Regions from separate parts of the Mus musculus genome. Here region 1 is linked to region 2. A link is a contact called in public HiChIP or PLAC-seq data. All regions are on one chromosome and are shown on one strand. The core of a region is the stretch at or near the end of the contact, and the rest is flanking DNA. Distances in the headings are between cores, read along the strand shown. Region 1 has its middle 35 kb from the start of Gm4419. Region 2 overlaps Adam17 (a disintegrin and metallopeptidase domain 17).

Region 1 (5,345 bases), core at 2,810-5,309, 120 kb before region 2:
AGGGCTGTTCTCCTGTGGGATGCTGCCACCAGCCATCTACAGCCTAAGACATAGATAGCTTGAAATAACTTATAGTTTTATCCAGAGAAATGAATCTGCAACAGCCACATTTTGAATGAGTAAGTTTATAATACACACAGCAAGTGAAGGTCAAAGAAGAAACAGCAAGCAGAGGAGAGACAGCACCCAGAGGTGTGGCCATGGAAGCCTGAGGAGATGGTCTTGCTGGAGTTCCCAACTGAGAGACTTTTGGGCAGCATAGAATGGTCTCTTCGTGGATACATTTTTTGTATTCTTGTTCCTGCTGCGGGCATTTTTATATCACTGGATAAACAACAGTAACCTTGGTTAGAAATAGTTTACCTTCTAGCTGTTCTCCAGGGCGTGATGTTTTTAATTTAAGGCTCTTAGCTGCTTGCTGTTCTCCTTTCTCCCCATTTCCAAGCCAGGAGGCCAGCCTGACCCAGGAGAGAGTTTTCAAGAACACTTAAATAAATCATGTTTGAATCTGAGGTAAAGAAGTCCATCTCTTGATCTTAGAACCAGCTCTCAAGAAGCACGAACAGTATATAACAATTTACCAGTGTACTTTGTATCATACCTGCCCAATACCTCAAAAGGGACAAGTCCTCAACCTGGGGCCTGTCCTAAACCACAACTGAATATTGTTGAAGTGGCTCTCTCCAGCATTTCCATCTATTGCCCCTGAGTCACTCCTAGAGCACATAACCTTTATTCCAATTCTATTTTTCCCTTAGTAGGACTTGCCTCTGAGCCAAAGGCCATAGTTTGGGCCTTTGAATACCTCCAGCTTTCTTTACTCAGGAACCACTTCCAAGTCAGTGCAACAAGTGTTTATTGTATGTCTGTAACTGAATGCAGGAGAGTAATGACAGGCTACAGAAGTATAAAAGGGTCATGCACAAACCACCTGCTCTGTGTGACCTCCACTCTATCAGGAACATGCAATGGATACTGTTCTATGCCTCAGAGTTACTCCTCAGGAAAGCTGATGAGTTTACATGGAACCCCGGCAGTTAAGACACAGCCAGGATATTGATGTGACCCCCCATACGCCAGGGTCTCATAAAGGTGATGGCTTGAGTCACATAGATGATCTAAGCTGATGGATGAGCCGGTCAAAAAAGTGTAAGCCAGAGGCAAATAGAAGATTGGTTGGATTCTGGACAGAGAGGCCAATGAGAGGGATGAGAGTCACACATCCCCAGGGACTACCGAACCTGCTTGCTTCCTGCAGGAGTTAGCTTCTCAGAACCAAAGGCTTTCTGGCCATTGCCCTTCAGTAGTCTCTATAAACCCTTCACTTTGTGCTACAGTAAAGTGGTTACCACACAAGCATGACTATCTGAATCAAATCCCTCAGAACCCACATTAAGGAAAACAAACAAACCAAAAAAAAATGTACATTAAAAAGAAAATAAAGCCAAGTACAACAGCATATGACTGCAATCCTAGGGCCGGGAAGGTAGAGATGGGAAGCTCACTGGGACTAGTCTAGCCTAATCAGTACTTTCAAGTTCAGTGACAGACCTTGCCAAGGATGAAGAGTGCCGGAGGAAGACACCCACATTGCCTATAATATACGTGTGCGCACATACACAAAGACCCAACACACAAAACCATTAATGCTGTTACTGGAATTAGAATCAGAGCCTAAACCCTGACCTCACCTTAACAAGGTGGATGGTGGTCACACATCCTCAACAGACCAATTAAACAATGGGTAACAGTGAAAATCAGATAAAGGATATATATTCTGTGCAGCCATGTTGGAAAGAAGAGCAAAGAAGTCCAGTGAGCCATCTGCCAGGTCTTCATATGAGGTTCAGGCTCCGTTGTGTGAGATCTCTTTTGGGGAGACAAACTCTCTCTCTAGCTGACACCAGGATTCAGCCCTTCCCTTTTACAGCATGAGAGTCCTGGGGAAATTCCATTTTCCTGGGGCCCTTTGTTTCATATCTGACAGTCCAAGAGAGAACACAAATGTCTTTTTAGAATATAATCATTCTTGCCAGGATGGCTATGGTATCTCTGATAGGTTATGGTCACCTCAAGAAATCCTGTCCTGATGGGAGATATCTTCCTTTTGTCTACCGTGTATTTCTTTCCTTTTCTTTCTTTCTTTCTTTCTCTCTCTCTTTCTTTCTTTCTTTCTTTCTTTCTTTCTTTCTTTCTTTCTTTCTTTCTTTCTTTCTTTCTTTCTTTCTTTTTTTCTTTCTTTCTTTCTTTCTTCCTTTCTTCCTTCCTTCCTTCCTTTCTTTCTTTCTTTCTTTCTTTCTTTCTTTCTTTCTTTCTTTCTTTCTTTCTTTTTTGTTTTTTGTTTTTTTTGTTGTTGTTTTGTTTTGTTTTGTTTTGTTTTGTTTTGTTTTGTTTTGTTTTGTTTTTCGAGACAGTGTTTCTCTGTGTAGCCCTGGCTGTCCTGGAACTCACTCTGTAGACCAGGCTGGCCATGAACTCAGAAATCCGCCTGCCTCTGCCTTCCGAGTGCTGGGATTAAAGGCGTGCGCCACCATGCCTGGCTCTGTGTATTCTTTTAACTAGCTTGACTTGGTCTGTGGACACCCATTTTGTCACCTTGAAGATGAAACAGGTTGGATTTCTTGTCCCTTTATATTTTTAATACATTTTTTTCCTTTGAAAGATCCATACATTTAAATTTAGATAGATAGATAGATAGATAGATAGATAGATAGATAGATAGATAGATAGATAGATGATAGATAGGTCTCCATCAGTACTTCCTTCCAATTCTCCTAGTACTCCAAACCCCATCACCCTCTGTGATGCCTAATCTTGGTTGGCAACTTGACATGTCTTGGAGGAGAGGGGTATGTATGTCAGTGAGGCATTATCTTGATTGGTAGGTGGGGCCACCTCTGGGCAGATGGTCCTGGGTTCTATAAGAAAGCAGGCTGAACTGAGCAGGGAAACAAGCCAGTAAACCGTTCCTCCGTCCTTTGTGCTTCCAGCTCCTGTCTTCAGTTCCTGTCTTGATGATGATGTAACCTGTAATCCAAATAAACCCCCTTCCCCCCAAGCTGACTGTGGTCAGTATTTTATCACAGGAACAGAAGGCAAACTAGGACACTCTCCCAGCTTCATATCTTTTTTATTGTATTTTGTTATTAATAACCCCCTCAGTTCAATTAATGCTGCCCTTATGCATATGGGTGTGTGACCATTCACTTAGGCAAGAGCCCAAAGGATAATGACTCCATCTTTCACGTTATTTTGAGACAAGGTCTCTCACTAGGGGCATTTTGTTAAGCTGAATGCTGTTAAGTAATGTCAGGAATGCCACCGATTATGTGTGTATTTGCATCATAGCATCCATTGGGAGTCAGAGGATAACCTTGTGGAGTTCAGTCTCTCTTCTTTTTTTCTTTAGATGGGTTCTGAACATTAAATTCAAGCTGACAGGGTTGCAGCATTAGGGGGCAGGAACCTTTACCCACTGAACCATCTCAAAGCCCTGGTGATTCATCTTTACTGTAATCACCTTGAACTTTTACTACTTCAAATAAGCAAAGCTGTTGGGAGTGGGTGGTTTGGGTCCTTTGATTGACAGCAATCTGATCCTTGCCTGTGACTGGTCGCCTGGAACAGGGAGCTGTCACCTGAGTGTCCCCTCTCACAGTAACTGGCCAGATGGTCACTATGGCAACACTTCAAGCAAGACAAGTCTCTATGAATGTTGGGTGACCCTGAAGCTATTCCCACACAAGATGGGTTGTGGGAAGAGGCAGGTGCAGTAACAGATGTACTTGGGAGGCTGAAGCAGAAGGTCACAAGTCTGAGGCCATTCTGTCCTACAGAAGAAGGAGGAGGAAGAGAAGGAAGAGAAACTCCCAGTGATTGGTATAATGCTGGATTTGTAATTGGTCCTTATGTGGTGATACTGGAAGCTGTGTGGTGAATGGTGCAGAAGCAATCTTTCATTTGAATGTCACATTCTCTTTCTGACTTTATAACCAACCAGTTTGGTTTTCTCTTTGAGTCAGCCAGGAGACACCCTCCTATACCGCCATGCGGTTTTGTAACACTGGGCCACATAAAAGTCTTCTCCTAGGTGATCTTTGCTTGTGTGTGATCTTTATCATGGGTAGAGTAGGCTGATTTGGTCACACAAAGAGGAAACAAGTGGTGGCAGCAATAGTAATAGCATCAAAAAGGTAACTGGGAGCTAGAGTGGAGCTGAGCTGGTGGAGTGCTTGCCTGGCCCTGGTATGCACAAAACCCTGGGCTCCAGCCCCAGCATTGCATAGACATTTGAGGTCATGCTAAAGTTTGATGACTTAAAAAAAAAAGGGGTGGGGGTAGTTGAGATTCAGAGAGCCACCGGAGGTCAGAGATGGATGAGAGCAGAGATAGCAGACAGTAAAGGATCATGGGAGTATCCAAAAGGCTGTGAAGAATCAAAGATGAAGGGCTGTGGGCCCCAGTTACTGAACAGGTTCTGGGGAGCTGGCGAGCCCTAAGGGGTACAGATCCTGATGACCAAAGTCCAATAGCTGTAACATGGTCACAGTAAGGATAGCAGGTCCTGATACCTGAGGTTCAGGAGCTGTGGCACTAACAACAGTTAGGACCTTCACTTGGCTGTCATAGACCTGGAAGGCAGAGATGGCTGCAGCTAAGAGCTGAGGATCACATGAGCTGCTGAGCAGAAAGCTTTCAAGCCTGAGAGCCTAGAGCCACCCTGCCTTATAAGCCAATGGTTCTGAGTCTGTCATAAGCCCTTGGCATCCAAGGGAGTGGGTTTGCCAACACCAGAAAAAGTACTTGCCTACTCACAATTTCTCATTTTTCCTCTTTTAAATTTTTTCATGTGTTTTTGTATGTGGTGTGGGCATATTCACATTCATATCTCTGTATGTGTATAGATGCACACACATGTGGAGACCCAATATTGGTCTCAGCAATCCTTCCATCTTATTCAATGAGCTAGGGTCTTTCAATCAAACCTGGAGCTCATCTATATACATCAACTTCCTAGCCAGCTTGTTCTGGGGATCCTCTGCGTCTGCCTTCCAGAGCTGGTATTACACAGGCAGGCTGTCTTGTCCACCTGGTGTTTTACGTGACTTTCTGGGCATCCTCATGCTCACACTTACATATCTGAGCCACTGCACCAGGCCCTATCCACAGTTTCAGAATAGAACAAAAGAACCCTATTCAACTGAGTAGTGAGAGTAGAAACTCCACTGTGGTGATCCAGCAAAGCAGACTAGACTAAGCGTTCAACTAATACTGGGGAGAAACAGGTAAAGATCTAGAGAATGTCAGGGACAAGATGGGTTTCCTGTCACATTTCGGAAAGTGTT
Region 2 (5,230 bases), core at 2,681-5,180:
AGCTCCGTTAGTAGAATGCTGGCCTAGCATATACCATGTAAAACCAAGGAGAGTGATGCACGCTTATAATCCCACCCTTGGGAGGGTGGAGGCAGGGGGATCAACATTTCAAGATTGTTCTCAGCTCCATAGTAAGTTCAAGGCCAGCTCAGGATACTTGAGACCTATCTCAAAAAACAAAACAAAGAAAACAAGAAACCTTGTTTTTGTGTAGATAGATCTGTTCAAGTGTATTTTGCTATAAATAATAGAAAATACAGTAACCATTAGTGGCCTAAATAGGGGCATATTTTTCTGAGTTATGGAGGCTGAGCCAGCCTTCTCCAGGCATACACTGGGACATTCAGAGTTCTCTCAGTCTGGGGCTCCCTGTTTTTCCTTTAGCCTTTCTCAGCACAAGCCCTCTGTCCTCATGCTGCAGCCTCAAATGGACAAGGTGCTTCTCCTCTCTGATGAGGAAAGCAGGAAGAAGAGACTAGAGCTTCTGTAGGTTGTCCTTCTACCAACGCTTGTCTCCAAGCCTCGCCCATTGGTTCCTGGTTATGCCTCCCTAGGCGCTAGTTGGCAACATGAGTGCCCATAGCACCAGGGCAGGAAGGTTCCTACTTTAGCTGAATATGTTGCTGCTCAGTACAGAATTAGGGCACTTTAGGAATAAGAGAGCTGGGCATGATGATGCACACCTTTAATCTGAGCATTCTGGAGCTGGTCTAGTGAGTTTCTGCTAGGACTATGTAGAGACCTTGTTTCAAAAAACCAAGTAAGTATTGGTAGGAAAAAATAGTATATGATACACTGGTATGTTGACTCTGAGCTTAGAATTGACTACGTGGGGCTGGAAAGCTGGCTTGACAGTTAAGACTGCTTCCTGGTCTTCACGGGGCCTTTGTTTGGTTCCCAGCACCAGGGATCCAACACCCTCTTCTAGCCTCCCCAGGCACTGGACTCACTAACATATCCAACCAGAGACTGAGTGCACATAACTAAAATCAATCCTCTCTTCTATTACTATTATTATTATTACTATTGTTTTGTTTATTTGCTTGTTTGTTTTTCGAGACAAGGTTTCTCTATGTGGTCCTTCCTGTCTGTCCTGGATCTTGCTCTATAGACCAGGCTGGCCTCAAACTCAGAAATCCACTGGGATCAAAGGCACGTGCCACCACCACCTGCCTTTTTAAATTTTTTTCCCTCCTTTGTGGAGCAGTTGGGACTCTTTAATCGAGATACGTTTGCCCTTATGCAAAATGCTTACTTTTTTGTTCGATGTGCTTATTTTGGTGAGACAGAGTCTCACTTGACTTTGAGATTGACTTGTCTCAGTCTCCTGAGTGCTGGAATTGCAGGCACATATCAAGAAGCCCAGTTTAAAAGTATTCTTATGGGGCTGGAGAGATGCCTCAGTGTTTTCAGAGCAATGACTGCTCTTCCAGAGGTCCAGAGTTCAAGTCCCAGCAGCCACATGGTGGCTTACAACCATCTGTAATGGGATCCAATGTCCTCTTCTGGTGTGTCTGAAGACAGCCACAGTGTACTCGAATACATAAAGTAAATAAATAAAAAGGATTCATTAAAAAAAAATTACCCAAATTGTTTTTTTAAAAAAGTGTTCTTTGTTCTTGGCCGGCCGTGGTGGCGCACGTCTTTAATCCCAGCACTCGGGAGGCAGAGGCAGGTGGATTTCTGAGTTCAAGGCCAGCCTGGTCTACAAAGTGAGTTCCAGGACAGCCAGGGTTATACAGAGAAACCCTGTCTCGAAAAACCAAAAAAAAAAAAAAAAAAAAAAAAGTGTTCTTGTGTTATTTCCTAGATAACTTTGTGTGTGTGTGTGTTTCTCATCCTCTACTGTGTGTCACTCGAGGTAGCCTTAATGTCCTAAGCCAGTGCAGTCCTTCTGCCTCCCAAGTATCTGGTACTGTAGGGTAGGCTGGATAGCTTGTCTGTTCTGTTTGGGGCTTAGTTAAGCCAGGTATTTGATCCAAGGGTTATAATTCTTAGCAAATTATCTGTTGCTTCTTAATGCTTTGTCTTGCTTTCCATTTGTCTTCTTGTTGTTTCCTACATATGTATTTTAACTTGTTCATTGTCCTTGACCTTTGGTTTTGCTTATAGTAGTCTCTTCTTTCACATCCCCATTCTGTATAGCTCTGTTCTTCCATGCTTGTAGTAACTTTTTTTTTAAGATTTAATTATTTTATGTATATGAGTGCATTATTGCTGTCTTCAGACATAACAGAAGAGGACATTGGATCCCATTACAGATGGTTGGGAGCTACCATGTGGTTGCTGGGACTTGAGGTCTTAACCACTGAGCCATCTCTCCAGCCCCTTAACTTTTTTTTTTTTAAGTATAAAAACTTATATATTTTTTGTTCTACTTTAAAAGTTTTGTTGGCATCTGTCAGCTCTTGCCCTCTACCCTTGTTCTCTGTCCTCCTTATTCCTGAAGGAGGAGAAGTAAGGGTGGTATTCGTTCTTGAACTGAAGCACCCTGTTACTGTTTTCCACTCCCAAGAAATGTTAAAGGCCTTGGGACAGTTGAGATGGCTCAGAAGGTGAAACAGCCTAAGCTGGATCCCTGCAAGGCGTGGGTTTGCGTATTGGGAGGCGAGTTGCCACTGTTGATGGAAGATGGAAACAGAAACCATACAGGTGTTTGGCTTCTAGCCCCCCACCCTGCACCCTCTTACCTCCCCCTCCCTATTTGTGCATCAGGAAGTCAGGGGTCAACTTTGGGTGTGGTTTCTCATGCTTCATCCACCTTATTTTTGTTTTTTAACTAATGAACGTATTGTTTATATGTGTGCATATGTGCCCACGTGAGTTTATGGGCACAGAAGAGCCTTCATTTTTGATCTCTTGGAACTGGAGTTAACAGGTGGTTGCTCTTAAACTCTGCAAGTGCAGTGACACTCTTAAACAGTGCGTCATTCCACTCCAACCCCGAATTATATTTATTGAGGACAGGGAGATGGCTTAGCAGGTAGATACCGTACAGAACAACTCTGACCTCACATTCATTGTGCCGCACGCCCCCCGCCCCCAATAAGTGTAAAAAGTTTTTTATGTGGGGTATGTGATAGGTGTAATGTGGCCATTTATGGGAATAATTCTTCTTCCATTTGGTCTGAAAAATATAGCCTGGGCCCAACTGGCAAAAATAACTGATGATTACATACGTTCTTTCCCTGATCCTTAAGGAAGCTGACCTGGTTACAACTCATGAATTGGGACATAATTTTGGAGCAGAACATGACCCTGATGGGCTAGCAGAATGTGCCCCAAATGAGGACCAAGGAGGAAAGTATGTCATGTATCCCATAGCTGTGAGCGGTGACCACGAGAATAATAAGGTATGTGTGTTTGGATTGTTTTCAGTGGTAGGAAAGAAGGCGATGCCATGTTAACAGAAAGGGGAAAGTATTTATCCCTAAGTGTTTCCCTAGAGGTGGAACTGTCAAATACTGAAGCTCATCTTAAGGGTGCTTTTAGCTGTCATTTGGAAGTTTTGTAAAGATTAATCACATGTAAGTTTGGGTCCCTACACTAGTGATTTTGTCAGAGTCTTACTTTTGAGGGTGTTTAGCTCAGCCTTAAAAATGACCTGACAGTTTTATTTACAATATGACTCATTTAATTTAGCAGTACTTCACAGTGTGCTGCCACCACCCTTCCTTCTAGTCCCCTTCCTCTTCCTCCCCCCTTCTGTACTAGGGATTAAATGTGCCTTAATAAAACTCTTAAAAACAACTAATAAAGATGGACAAGAAAATGGGTAAATACAGAAAACCGTGAAGCCACGTGGAAGCTGGTGAGGGGCGTGAGCATCAGTGAGACTGTTGACTCTTCACTGCATGCTTGGGCACTTCTCCAGTAGACTATACAACACCCAGTGAGGGGAAAGTCCCACGTGGCTTCCACACTGGATCGCTCTGGTTGTGAGGACACTGGCAGATGGGGACTGTGTAACTTTACAGTCTGCTGCAAGGGAAAGCACATGGTGCTACTTCCTCTTCTGCGGAAATCCCCATGGCTGTGAGAGCCTGCTAGTGGGAGTGGAGCGTGGGTAGAACTGGTTTTTTGGGGGATGCTGAGCTGTCAGTGAAGCACAGTTTGTTTTGTCCTGCATCTATCACATTTAGTACATAGTTTCTCCTAACAGTTTAGTTTTCCCAACTGGTATCTCCCTCTCCTTATGAAAAAATACTATGCATCTTCTATGCTTTAAATGGTTTTCAAATACTTTTTTTACATTTATTTATTTGTGGACATCATGTGTATGCCATGACATGTGTGGAGCTCAGAGGACAGCTTTTGGGGGGGGGGCGTCTTTCCTTTTATCTGGGAATTGTGCTTATCAGGTTTGGCAGCAGGGTCCTTTTACCTGCAGAGGCCCTTAATTAATTAATCTCTTCCTTTCTTGTTTTGTCTGTCCTCCCCCCCCCTCCCACTCCCCTCCCCTCCCAACAGGGTCTCTGTATAGAGTCCTGGATGACCTGGAACTTGCTGTGTAGATCAGGCTTGAATTCACAGAGATCTTCCTGCCTCTGTGTCCTGAGTACTGGGATTAAAGTCGTACACCACCCTGCCCAGTTCATGAGTTTCTTAAACATTTTTTAACTAGGTGAAAAGAGCTATAGGATTATAGAAATAAGGTGGTTCTTTCATTTCACCTGGACAAATAGCCCTCTCTGCTACTAGATGGGCCAACAAGCAGCTGCCCTATGGTGATGCATGAGCTGTGAATGCTGATATTAGTGGAAGGAAGAAGGGATGCTAAGGGCTGTGATCCCCTTGAGAAGGACACTGAAAGAAAAGCAAGGTTGTAGATCAATACAAGACTAGGGCTTAGAGATGGTGGACACAAAGCCAGTGACAGCTTGGTCATTATTGCTCAGCACAGTCTATGCCCTGGAGAGCCATTGTTTGAGAGTTTAACTGCTAAGGAAGAGCTTTTCTTGCTGGCTGTGGTGGTTTAGGTCCTCATCTAAGGCCACTGACCATTTTGACCTGTGGGGCACAGAGGTGCACTTCTTTAACCCCAGCACTGGGGAGCAGAGGCAGGTGGTTCAGGGCAAATCTGGTCTAGAGAGTTCCAGGCCAGAAGTCAGGCTGTTTTGAGACCCTTGTCTTAAAACAAAAAATGAAGCAAACACTATAGCTGTTTTGTATTGACTAGAGGGAAATAATGTTTTAGCAATCTCTCTGAAATTAGCACGTTGACACCAAA

Evidence for each region. HiChIP or PLAC-seq counts read pairs in DNA pulled down with a chosen protein or histone mark.
Region 1: a BATF HiChIP or PLAC-seq map of CD8 T cells shows a contact between it and region 2, with 5 read pairs. The contact joins two enhancer-like sites. A contact is called at or near these places in 1 of 39 promoter capture datasets (liver), 1 of 115 datasets of contacts at active chromatin or transcription factors (CD8 T cells) and 3 of 9 other capture datasets (adipose tissue, liver and pancreatic islet).

Annotation. Positions count from the first base shown.
Region 1 is chr12:21,450,290-21,455,634 of GRCm38.p6, reverse strand. No RefSeq gene overlaps it. Among named protein-coding and RNA genes, the nearest start is that of Gm4419, 35 kb to the right of the region's middle. Within about 2 kb of position 4,059, at least 32 of the 459 cell types and tissues checked have an H3K27ac peak or open chromatin away from gene starts, as enhancers often do. A contact at or near this core is called in CD8 T cells, where this site is marked.
Region 2 is chr12:21,334,756-21,339,985 of GRCm38.p6, reverse strand. It overlaps Adam17 (a disintegrin and metallopeptidase domain 17), which reads left to right. Exons shown (of 19, transcript NM_009615.6): 11 at 3,201-3,353. Among named protein-coding and RNA genes, the nearest start is that of Iah1, 21 kb to the right of the region's middle. Within about 2 kb of position 3,930, at least 97 of the 459 cell types and tissues checked have an H3K27ac peak or open chromatin away from gene starts, as enhancers often do. A contact at or near this core is called in CD8 T cells, where this site is marked.